Linked DNA regions of Xenopus laevis: region 2 is linked to region 1. The links are chromatin contacts, called in public Hi-C maps. All regions are on one chromosome and are shown on one strand. Each heading gives the region's core, a stretch centred on a gene start, on an enhancer-like site or on the middle of the called end of the contact. The rest is flanking DNA. Distances are from core to core; before and after follow the strand shown.

What was found. Hi-C and Micro-C count contacts between places; a contact is called where the count stands out from the background.
Region 2: a Hi-C map of the XTC cell line shows a contact between it and region 1, with 4 times the contacts expected there. The contact joins the enhancer-like site here to the promoter of dmrta2.L in region 1. A contact is called at or near these places in 3 of 4 Hi-C or Micro-C datasets (the XL177 cell line, the XTC cell line and animal cap).

The regions. Positions count from the first base shown.
Region 1 is chr4L:91,059,315-91,065,299 of Xenopus_laevis_v10.1, forward strand. It overlaps dmrta2.L (doublesex- and mab-3-related transcription factor A2), which reads right to left and starts at 2,802. Exons shown (of 2, transcript XM_018258408.2): 1 at 1,590-2,802; 2 at 1-442. The coding sequence starts at 2,025.
Region 2 is chr4L:91,192,281-91,197,980 of Xenopus_laevis_v10.1, forward strand. It overlaps faf1.L (Fas (TNFRSF6) associated factor 1 L homeolog), which reads right to left. Exons shown (of 19, transcript NM_001091736.1): 6 at 4,576-4,667. Among protein-coding and RNA genes, the nearest start is that of faf1.L, 46 kb to the right of the region's middle. Within about 2 kb of position 2,046, at least 1 of the 7 cell types and tissues checked has an H3K27ac peak or open chromatin away from gene starts, as enhancers often do.

The DNA.
Region 1 (5,985 bases), core at 1,552-4,051:
TTGTTCAGTATCTGTTCAATTGCTTGAACCACATCTCCCCCACAGCCTTGCAGCACCAGTTCCAAAACGCTCCTCTTCTGAGCAGGGAAGACCCGGGTCAGGATATCTATGGGGGTCCTTTGCTTGGCTGAGGAGGAAGAACTGGGATCCTGCTCATCTTTTTCAGCATCTGATCCAGATTCTGAGCCCAGGGGGCTGATTGAGCTTGGGCTTTCCTCTCCTTCCTTGAGCACCTTAGAGATGGGGGAACTGAGCAAGGACTCCCCATCTCCATTTTCTGAACCAGAACCAGGTCGTGCCTCAGGGGATGAGGCACCTGGTGCACTGCCTGACACCGATTCACTGTCTGGGGATACAGGCTTTCCCCCAGAAGACAGCTGAGGGGTCATAGATCTGGGGATGAGGCTCTTCGGGAATAGCTCAAACTTTTGAATCTTTGAATCTGCAAGAGAATGATAAGGAGAGATGAGTAAAAGAAAATATAATGTCTGATAGGATATGGATCATAGTGGGGATCCTCTTTCATTCCCACATTTGGTAACATTTTGCAACAACTGCTTTACTGATCCTTCACTGCACTAGACATAGGAAACCTATTTCTACACACATTTCTGGCAGTTGGAATAATTTAGGTAATAAAGGGGATGGACAGAATCGCTCAGCATCAGGCAGGACCCGAGGAATAAAAGTAAGTACTAATATTTTCACCATCAGACGCGTCTCAACGTCAATAACAATTAATTTCGATTTATCTGTATAGGGGATACATGTATATAAATAATATAATATGTATTAGTTCGTTGTGTTGGATTTAATATTCATTCTGCGCCATATCTATTTCATTGTTTGTGCGATACAGTCGGGGGCTCTGTTTACAGTGTGGCAACGGATTTATTAACTGGAAATGTAAGAAGGGGAAACGAAATAAAGACTCGCAGTGGCCAAAGAAGCGCTAAAATATTACAAGCGATCGAGTTGCTGCTGAAATAAAACGATCTCACATTGCAGTGTAATCGCTTGCGATGCTGATACTCAGGTCGAGATCAAGTATTCCTAACAATGATTCCGTATAATAGTAATAATGAATAAGTTAATAATAATCGTGAATTTAACAAAACAAACACCGCCTTGAGGATATGGCTTAGATGAGCGGGGATAAAGAAAAATATTGAAAACTAAATTGAGTGTATTCACTTTTAGTATTTATTTATTTATCTATCGAGATCTTTTTTTTTTTTAAATCAAAGATTATAAGCTTTGGTGAGCAGGGGTCTTTTATCAATATTAGCGCTTCAGAAGATTTTTATAAAAATAATAATAAAGAATATGTAGTTAAGGCAGAACTGCCTTATACCAGTCCCAATACACAGAGGGCAGCAGTTACTTTAAGTCCCTTCAATGTCAGGGCCCGGGTTCCTCACTCAAACCCCCATGTGCAACTCTATAAAGTACAGAGTGTTCATAGGCAGAGACAGACACATGGCTGGTCACAAGACAGATATGTATGTGGGCTTAGATACTAGTTGAGCCATAACTATGGATGCTGCTGGAGTATTTGTAGGGATCAGAGAAATAACAATACTCCTTACCTGTCCCTCCTTCACCACACACCGTTCCGAAGACCTCGTAGGCTGGCCGGGGTGGGATGATGCCATTGGCCGCCGCCAGTGCCAGTCCCTCGGCAGTTCCATAGAGCAGCTGCAGCTCCCGGGCCTCATTTTCCTCCTGGGCTTGCTGCCTGCGGAGCGCAACTTGCGCGGCCATCACCCTCTGGCGCTCCGCAATCAGGGTGCACTTTGCGCACATACAGTCTTTCCAGCGACAGTAGCGCTTGTGGCCCTTGAGCGCGGACACGACCCCGTGATTTCTGCATCGGGCGCACTTGGGGGTGCGGGGATACTTCTCTGCGGCGCGGAGCAACAACTGGGGGCCCCGCAGGAGAGTACCTGCCATGGTGACTGGAAGTGATGCGGTAGAAGTGGGGGTCTGAGCAATCTGGGAACTCGTGGGACCATTCAGCTCCATTCTACAATCGATTCCCTACACTCCTTATAATAAATGGACTGGCCCAGTGTATATCCTATATATATATATCTATATATATATATATAGATATATATATCCCAGCCTTACTTAACCGGGAGCCCTGTGTCACACGGGACTGGAAAGGGCACAAACTCCCCTGACTGGTACAACTCTATACACACTCTATGCGCTACAGTAAAGCGCCAATAACTGCACTCACTGCCCTATAGGCCCAATGAGGAGATTTAGGGTGACCCGTTTGGGGTTACTTTCTATGCCCTTGTGCCAGACTAAACCTGTTGTACCCCTCGCCTACAGTCCGGCACCAGCGGATTATTCCATTAGAGCCAACAGTTTTCCTTATGCCAGTCTCACATTAGATTAGCCCAGAACTCTCAGCAATAGACGCCCTCCGAACCTTTAGCCCGCGATTCGGCCACAACAGACTTCTCTAAGCTCAATTGCTCTCAGGCCACGCACCCTCCTACCAACAGCCTGCTCTCCCGCACTGCCCGCACTCTCTCCCGCCGTCTCCCAGATAAAGTGCAACTGCACCCGGGCGTGAGAGTGACCTTGGCTGTCACACCTCTGACTGACTCCCCCGCACAGCTGAGAGATCCGACCCCAGACAGCAGGTCCGGCCGCAGTGACAGTGACACAGGACAGTCCGGCACCAAGTTGTACTCAGTCTCCGCGCAGCTCCTGTGTCTCCACTCGCTGCTCTGTGCCTACTCATTACACACACTTGCACAACAATGTACATCTTGCTATTGGCTACTCAGCGCTTTGCCCACTTCCCATTGGCTAATCCCTTCCTGTACTGTGTCAAACACTTGCCTCTCTCAAATAACATTGTATGGAGGGGCCCGGGGCGGATCCCACTGCTAAACAGGCAAGTACTTATTCCTATATCCAGCTCATCCCATGGACTGGACAGCAACTTTGTACATATATACATGTACTTATATACTCTTACATATATATACATACATACACATAGCTACAACATACAACTGTTTGTTAGAAGAAATACATTTATTGATGTTGCTACTCATTGCTTTGCATTTAAACATTTACACATTCCTGGGCGGGTTTTGCCTATTAATATTAGCATTATATTGTTACATACATAGCAACACATATATATATATATATATAATATATATATATATATATATATATATATATATATATATATATATATATATATATATATATATATATATACACACACACACACACACACTATGGAAAGTGTGAGCTGTAATCACACAATCCTCTAGCTTTGGGCAAATCATTGTACAGAAAATGTGAAAATTTGATTGTACACAAAGACTTTGATTGGAACTTTACAGAATGGAATCAGAGGGAAGGGAATGGTATGTGTCTTGTGCTTCTTGTCTCTATTATCTACTTATCTATCTATCTATCTATTATCTATCTATCATCTATCATCTATCTATCATCTGTCTATGTTTTATTATTTTATGAATAGATAGTTACAACAACATACATTTACAATAACAACAGAAAGTCCATGCAAATCAATCCAATAATTAATCAGGTAATAGATAGATGCATTCTAATAAAATATACATTTTAAAAACCAAATACATCAAATTTCTAGTACAATACTATAGTGTGATTAAATATTATAGAACTATTGTCTAAAATATAGTCCTGATTTAAATTTTTAGATTTTATTATTTTCATAGTACAGATAGTACAGATAGATAGTACAAGCCAGTGTCATATAATAAGGATTCTATGGAACTATGGTGAATATAGAATTGAGTCCAGCTTAGATCTATCAGTTTGAGAAAAGTTACTCATGAAGATTTTCTGTAGATCTATTTATATATGTCTGTTATCGACTTATCATCTATCATATATCTATCTATATCTATTTGTCTGTTATCAACTATTCATATATCCACCTAACTATATCTCTAAATATCGCTATATCATCTATAGTATTTATATCTTATTGACTTATCATCTATCTAACATATAATTATCTTTCTATATATCTCTCTCTATATCTATCCATCTATTTATATCTGTCGGTTATCAACTTATGATTTATTATCTATATCTATCTATCTATCTATCTATCTATCTATCTATCTATCTATCTATCTATCTATCTATCTATCTATCTATCTATCATCTATCTATCTATCTATCTATCTATCTATCTATCTATCTATCTATCTATCTATCTATCTATCTATCTATCCTCTTTCTATATCTATCTATCTATCTTTAATCTAGTACTTGACTTTTATGGATGTGGAGTGCTAAAATTTGCTCCCTGTGTGCAAAACGTTGTTTAATATGTTTGCAATAAAAACGAAATTGCTTCGCTTTTTACTCAGACTACAGTCTTTTCTTTCACATTAAAAATACACGCACAGGGATTTAATCAATGTGTCGCAAAAAAGTTATTTAATTATATAAAGTGATAGCATAGCAAATATACAAAAGGGAGCCCACCAGATCTATTTTAAATACACTGCAATTTTGACAAGACATGGGTCGAAATGCTTATTTTCTAGGTGATGTAAAACGGATTTAACAAAAGAATATACTAATGTACGACAAACATTCCTAGGTCTGATGAGGACCTACAACACCCCCCACAAATATACAATTTAGCCAATTTTCTCCAGTCTTCCTTTGTAATTTCCAGCCTGCTGCTATAAGATAGAAAAAAAAACATTTTAGACGCAGCCACAAAGACGCAGCCACAAAGTCGCTTTGGAGACACGGACTCTAACGAGATCTATAAGTGTATACATTTGCCTTGTATGGCCTGAGACGTATATTTTATGTATTAGATACGTACATTGCTTACATGCAAATTTGCAGCAGTTATTTTATAAAGATTGGCGAAAACTATGTGAAATTTGACCCATTTTTACAATGCGCCAACGTATACCTCATTGAAAAAAATATTAATTTGTATCAGTTGTATTTGCCGCTGAGCTGCCTTTCCAGTACATGAGTCTGTGCGATGCACCTGTTTGTTTCACTGGCCTCGTCTGTGCGATTTTGTCTGCGACAATTCTGCCTTTACAGAACTGGACTATTGCTGTACAATGGTCACTGTCATGTTTTTTTGTTTAAAATATATATACATATTTTTTAAATGATATCTCTATTTTAATCGTCCCTTAAAATTATTTGTTCGCAATAGTCCTATAATATCCAATTTCACTATAGTTAGTACTTGTTGTACTAGAAATTTGATTTATTTGTTTTTTTTATTAATATATTAGAATTCTTGTATTAATTACCTTATTAATTATTGCATTTTTCTGCATGTACTTTCTGTTGTTATTTTACATTTATGTTATTGATGTAGCTCTCTATTCATAAAATAATTTAAAAAAATGATTTATTCGCATGGTATGTGTGCAGACAGGAGACAGAAAATAACGCAATTTATGGACTCTCATGATTCCTGTTAGAAAATTCCGATTTAGCGCAGATTTCAATATAAGATTGGTTATGCTTCCCAGTCTCTTCTTTTTTAAGGAGTCGAAGAGAACGAAATAAACGGGACTATATCCAATACACCGCGTCTTTTATTGATTCAATTAAGAAACAAAAACATCAGCTTTTTCGAAACAGAAACATTCGCCTTTTTGGTTATTAGTAAAAGGTCGAACGAAAAACCTTTATGTCTCAGATATGATCCACATTTTCCATCAGTCTCGTTGAGAAAGAGCTGATGTAAAGTTCATGCTTTTGTTATCTGAATGAATTCCGGGATTATTATTGATCTAATATTTATTTTTACTGATAATTGTCGGTTAAATATTTTGCGGTGCGAATGTTTTTGACTGCTGGATTTAGTACGAAAATGATAATTTTAGGCGGCAGAAAAGTAAAATTTTACATTTGTGACATGTAATATAGTTACTGCACTGTCACCTAATTCTTTAGCAAATATAT
Region 2 (5,700 bases), core at 796-3,295, 130 kb after region 1:
ATTTCGTATGATGTAGAGAGAGATATTCTGAGACAATTTGCAACTGGTTTTCATTTTTTATTATTTGTGTTTTCGAGTTATTCAGAACCTCTCCCTTCAGCCATCTGGTTGCTAGGATCCCAATTACCCTAGCAACCATGCAATGGTTTAAACGAGAGACTGGAATATGAATAGGAGAGGCCTAAATAGAAATATAAAAAGTAGCAATAACAATACATGTGTAGCCTTACACAGGATTTGTTTTTAGATGGGATCAGTGACCCCCATTTGAAAGCTGTAAAAAAAATCAGAAGAAGAAGACAAATAATTAAAAAAAAAACTATAGAAAATAAACAATGAAGACCAATTGAAAGGTTGCTTAGAATTGGCCATTCTATAACATTACAAACATCCAATTCAATCATATAGCTGTCAACTAGGCAGGTACATCCAATGAACAAGTATGCTAGGCAGGATTGTAAAGTAATGGAGGTGCGCCACCTGCTGGTTACTAAACAGCATATATTTTTAAAATTAATCATTCCTAAATTATGTAAAACACGCTAGACTTAATGCAATAATGCACTAAGAAACTAGATTTTTGCAGTACAAACAAAAAATAAGTAAATAAAAACATATCTTTTTATTCACTCCGAACCATATACAGTAGTTTCATGCCACCCATAGACACTACATTTTGGGATGATATAAAATGGTGCCCAAACGTGTTGAGAAGAGAAATGAAACAAGGGCATATTTAAAGGTCTTTGGGTCAGAGGCATACTTTCACCCCAAATTTATGTAAGAAGTGGCTCCTAAATAAAGGTTTTAAAGAACTGAAAATGTTTTTGTCAAGTGTTCTTTCACCCTGTAAAGCATTATACAAATATACAAGATACATACTGGATAAAATTATTAGGTAAATAAAGTTGAAAAGGAACATTTCTATAAAGAGTAATTTGTTACTTTTAACATTTTTATTTAGCGTGCAGTAAATTCAAAGGAAAGCCTGTTTTACACACTAGGAGTTTTGCTATCATTTCATCCTAACCTGTGGCACAGAATAGAATGTACCCACAACTATGCAACTAATGACATATTTTTTATCTAGTGATCAAGGCCGCAGAGGAATGGCCCTGCAGAATCTATCTCCAATTTGGGGTGTAAAAACAAAATAATTCCTGTCTCCAAAACATGAACCAAAATTTTCCCAGATTAACTCCCTACAACTTGTAGTTAAATCCGGAGTCTTGTATTTGCATAGTATCCAGATCTACTGAGACCATCTACAGAGCACATTCTGTAGCAACACCACTCTCAGCTGTAGGTAAGTGAGGTTTACACAGTCATTTACTATTTACGGCTGAACAAGACATCTGCAGATAATTGCAGCCTAAACAACTTTTGCCATAATTGCAGATGCATTATTTTTTAATGACTATGCATCCATGCGGCTTTTAAAGGAGAAGGAAATGCTAAAATTAATTAAGCTTTTTCAAAAAGGTCTATATAAATACACCGGTAAACCCTCAAAGTAATGCTGCTCTGAGTCCTCTGTCAAAAAACAAACAAAACCACACAATTTCTTTCCTTCTATTGTGTACACATGGGCTTCTGTATCAGACTTCCTGTTTTCAGTATAAACCTCCAGGGCTAGGGCTTGAGCATGCTCAGTTTGCTCCTCTCTCCCTCTCCCCTCCCCACTGTAATCTGAACCCAGAGCTATGAGCAGGGAAAGACTCAGGCAGGAAGTGATGTCACACCAAGCGAATATGGCAGATGCTATTCTAAACAAACAGAGAGAGCTTCTAGAGCTATTCTGGTAAAGCTTCTGGTAAAGCTTTCTGCAGAATAAATATAGTGTTCTAGCTTGCACTACTGTGGATAATCTATTGGCAATAAACTGCTTTGGTAGCTTCCTTCTACTTGGCCAGCACTGTTCATTTGTAAAAAATTACAGCTCTTGTCCTCAATTTGTATCTATGCTGAATTCCAGCAGTACTTCTCCTGCAAAGTCGGACTGGGATGCCTGGGTCCACCAGGGCTGAATCCAAGGACCTGGCTACCACCCAACCCCCCCAACACGCACATCCCTGGTTGGAAAAGGTCCAGGGGGGAAGTGGGGGACGGAGGGGAGCAGGACCAAGCTTGGGTCAAGGTGGGGAGAGGGGACTCTGTCGGTGAAGGAACAGGCCTGAATCCAGGGGTGGAATGGGCCTGAGTCAGCAGGGCACATGAACGCCTGGGGCCCACTGGGTTTTTTCCCAGTGTCCTGCATGCCCACAGTGTCGGACTGGCCCACCGGGATACCAGGAAAATCCCGGTGGGCCCAGGTGTCTGTAGGCCCTCATGCTGCTAAACATTTGGCATATTTCATGGTCATTCCCTATTTCTATGAGAAAAAGAGGCTAAATAGATGGAATAATGGATTATAGTATATAAAGAAAAAAGACTAGGAGAATAGAGGTTGAGTGAGGAAAGGAAGAATAATAGTAAGAGAGTTGGCCCCTGGTCTAAAGATTTTGGGTGGGCCCCTGGTGTTCCAGTCCAACACTGCATGCCCAGTCCACTAGTTGGCCTTTATCTCCACATTGAAAGTAATGTAATTACTGGACTGATTTTATGGGCCTAAAATAAAAGAATTTATGAGCAAAAAAAAAAAAAAAAAAAACTTTCCTCAGATTCCCAATAACCAGACAGGGTGGGATAAAAATTAATGTGACCACAGCACCATGCGTCAAAATAATGTCAGCTGATGCCCACCAGTTAACTCACAACTGTAACCTCTTGAATGGTTTCTGACCACTCCTTGCAGTTCATCAAGCCGTCATCTGACTGACAAACAGTGCTATTCATTCCTATAGGATTTTTAGAAGTGTACTTATCAATGGGTGAAAGAGAGAACTCACCATTTGATGAATGCGATTATAAAAATCCCATGGGAATTAATAGAATGTGGATGAGTTTACTAAACACACCCTCCAGTCTAACAGCCAATGAAGAGATAGCATAACTGGATCCCATAGAAACTCTGCTCTAGCTGTCTGATCCTAGTTTTTTATTCTAAGCACCTTTTCTGAGCTCAGCTTAATTACAGTGCTCAAACCCAGCAGAACTTTTTATTAAAATGCGTTGTGCCTGTGTAATCCTGCATTGCATGAACTTTGCAGCATATTTGTCTCAATGCTATGATGTGTCAGAGGGAAAATGGCTGCCGGGTGAAAGCTGTTATTTGTTTTAGGAAAATTAGAATTAATAGAATGTGGATGAGTTTACTAAACACACCCGCCAGTCCAACAGCCAATGAAGAGATAGCATAACTGGATCCCATAAAAACTCTGCTCTAGCTGTCTGATCCTATTTTTTTATTCTAAGCACCTTTTCTGAGCTCAGCTTAATTACAGTGCTCAAACCCAGCAGAACTTTTTATTAAAGTGCGTTGTGCCTGTGTAATCCTGCATTGCATGAACTTTGCAGCATATTTGTCTCAATGCTATGATGTGTCAGAGGGAAAATGGCTGCCGGGTGAAAGCTGTTATTTGTTTTAGGAAAATGTGATGGTGCGGACAAATAGAGGGGGTATATGCAGTGCCAATGATGTGGCGTGAGGTGGGGAAGATATGCCAAACTTATCTACATAATAGGAAAATGTAGGCTTCACATGTCCTTTAAGCTCTAAACTCTCATTTTCATAAATCTGCTCCCAGTGTACCATGAGTCTAAAGGTCACAGCACACAAAGCTTTTGTCTCCGTGATTATAAGGGAAACTGCCTGAAAGCACCAGTACTGGCCACTCACCATTCTTGACATGAAAACACTGAAGTTTACTGTCTCAAGTCAAAAGTCAGGCCAGTGCTGGTATTTGGAGTTGCTTCACAATACAGTCATTGGGTGGAGGCAGAGGCAGTTCTAGGTGCTTCTCTGCTGCCAGAATTACAGGGGTTGTTCACCTTCCAAACCATTTTTTCACTTGAGGTGTTTTCAGATTGTTCACCTTAAACAAAGACTTTTTCTACAAATGCTTTCCATTTTACCATTCTCTCAAAATTGAAGTTTAAAGTTCCTGTCTCTGGGCTTTCATTCTGGTAGCTCAGTGATCCATCATTCTGAACTGTTTCCCTATTGCTACATTTGGTTGATACAATTAATTAATACATTTCTCACCAGTATCTTTGGAATATTAGCAATTATTGTATCAATAAAGCATTTAAAGTAACTCAGGCATTCTGCTCAGCAGGGACAAAGATAAAAAATGTATCAAATAAATGTATCAATTTAGAAAAGTTTGTCACCGACCCCCCCCCCACAGCTGATTTAGAAGGTGAAAAATGAAACTTTACACTATAGTATAAAAACGGAAATAGAAAGTAACTGGAAAATTTCTTTATTTCTGGTGAACTATCTGAAACCAACTGAACTGAAAATGTGTCAACAACCCCTTTAAGGAGGAGGCGGCAATAACCTGGGTTCAGCCATGGATATTTTAACAACCTTTAGGCAATATATAATACGCACAAAAAAATATATTATACACATAAAGGCTAATATAATCATATAAACATAGGCAGAAACAATTCTTCAGCGTCATACTTTACCTAGACTGGCTTGAAAGAGAAGGAGGTTGTAACTCGGGGGTGAGGACATAAAGGTTATTATTTTTTGGCAAGTGAAGATTTCTCAAAACAGTCTGGGGAAAAAATAAAAACATCATCAGTTAGATAAAAGCATTCTAGTCTCGGCAATCTGGCAAGCAACATGATAATATCCTGCCCAATAACAAAATGAATTGCTGGGGCACAGGACCAGCGCAACGAAGAGCAATGAAAGATTATTACATAGCTCACAGTATGTTTACTCTGCTAGTTGTGCATCCCTTCACTGAATAATCATATCCTATTACAGAGCTAACCCGGTGGTGGTGGATGTTTCTGTTCTAGGAGGCCGCCATGTTACTTTTGAAGAAAGTGGCTGTTTGATTTTCTAGGCAAGCAATTGATCAGAGGTGGAGGTGTACTACGTAACAATAAAATGCTTTCCTTGATTTAGATAAGCATTTTACAAAGTATAAAATTGTAGAGCAGGCACTCAAATGAAGGCACTCTTCCACTAGGAAATACTTTAAGTAAAATTATTTATTATGTCACATTTATAGCCATACGCGTTTTGTTTTACCAACGCTTAGTCATAGGCCATAAGTGTTGGTAACACGAAAAGCATAAGGCTATATATGTGACATAATAAATAATTTTACTTTAACGTATTGCATGGTGGAAGATTGCCTTCATTTGAGTGCCTGCTCTACAATTTTTCTGGTTTGAACCACTCCCCTTGCTGGGGGCGGAACGCCTGGCCCTCTTTCATTACTTGGGAGTTACTATTTCATGTTGGACTACTAAATATTGTATATTTTACAAAGTATGTCATAATGCATCTGAAGTTAATTTAGTTCATTAAAAAATGCATATGGAGCAGTGGACTCTCTATTTAGGTTTGTAGGTTTTGAAATCCCTGACTCCAAAAAATAGTTTAAGGAAAAAGAAAAAAGCTAAGAATCAATAAATTGTGGAAAATAAAAATGCAAAAAAAAACAGAATTTCTAGTGATCGAGCAGATCTTCTTGCACAGGTAAGAAGTTACAAGATGTAGTTACCCTGGTTTAAGGTCAGATTACCTGATTTAGGGTCAAACCTTTCTATGGCACATCTACTATTTAGAGACTT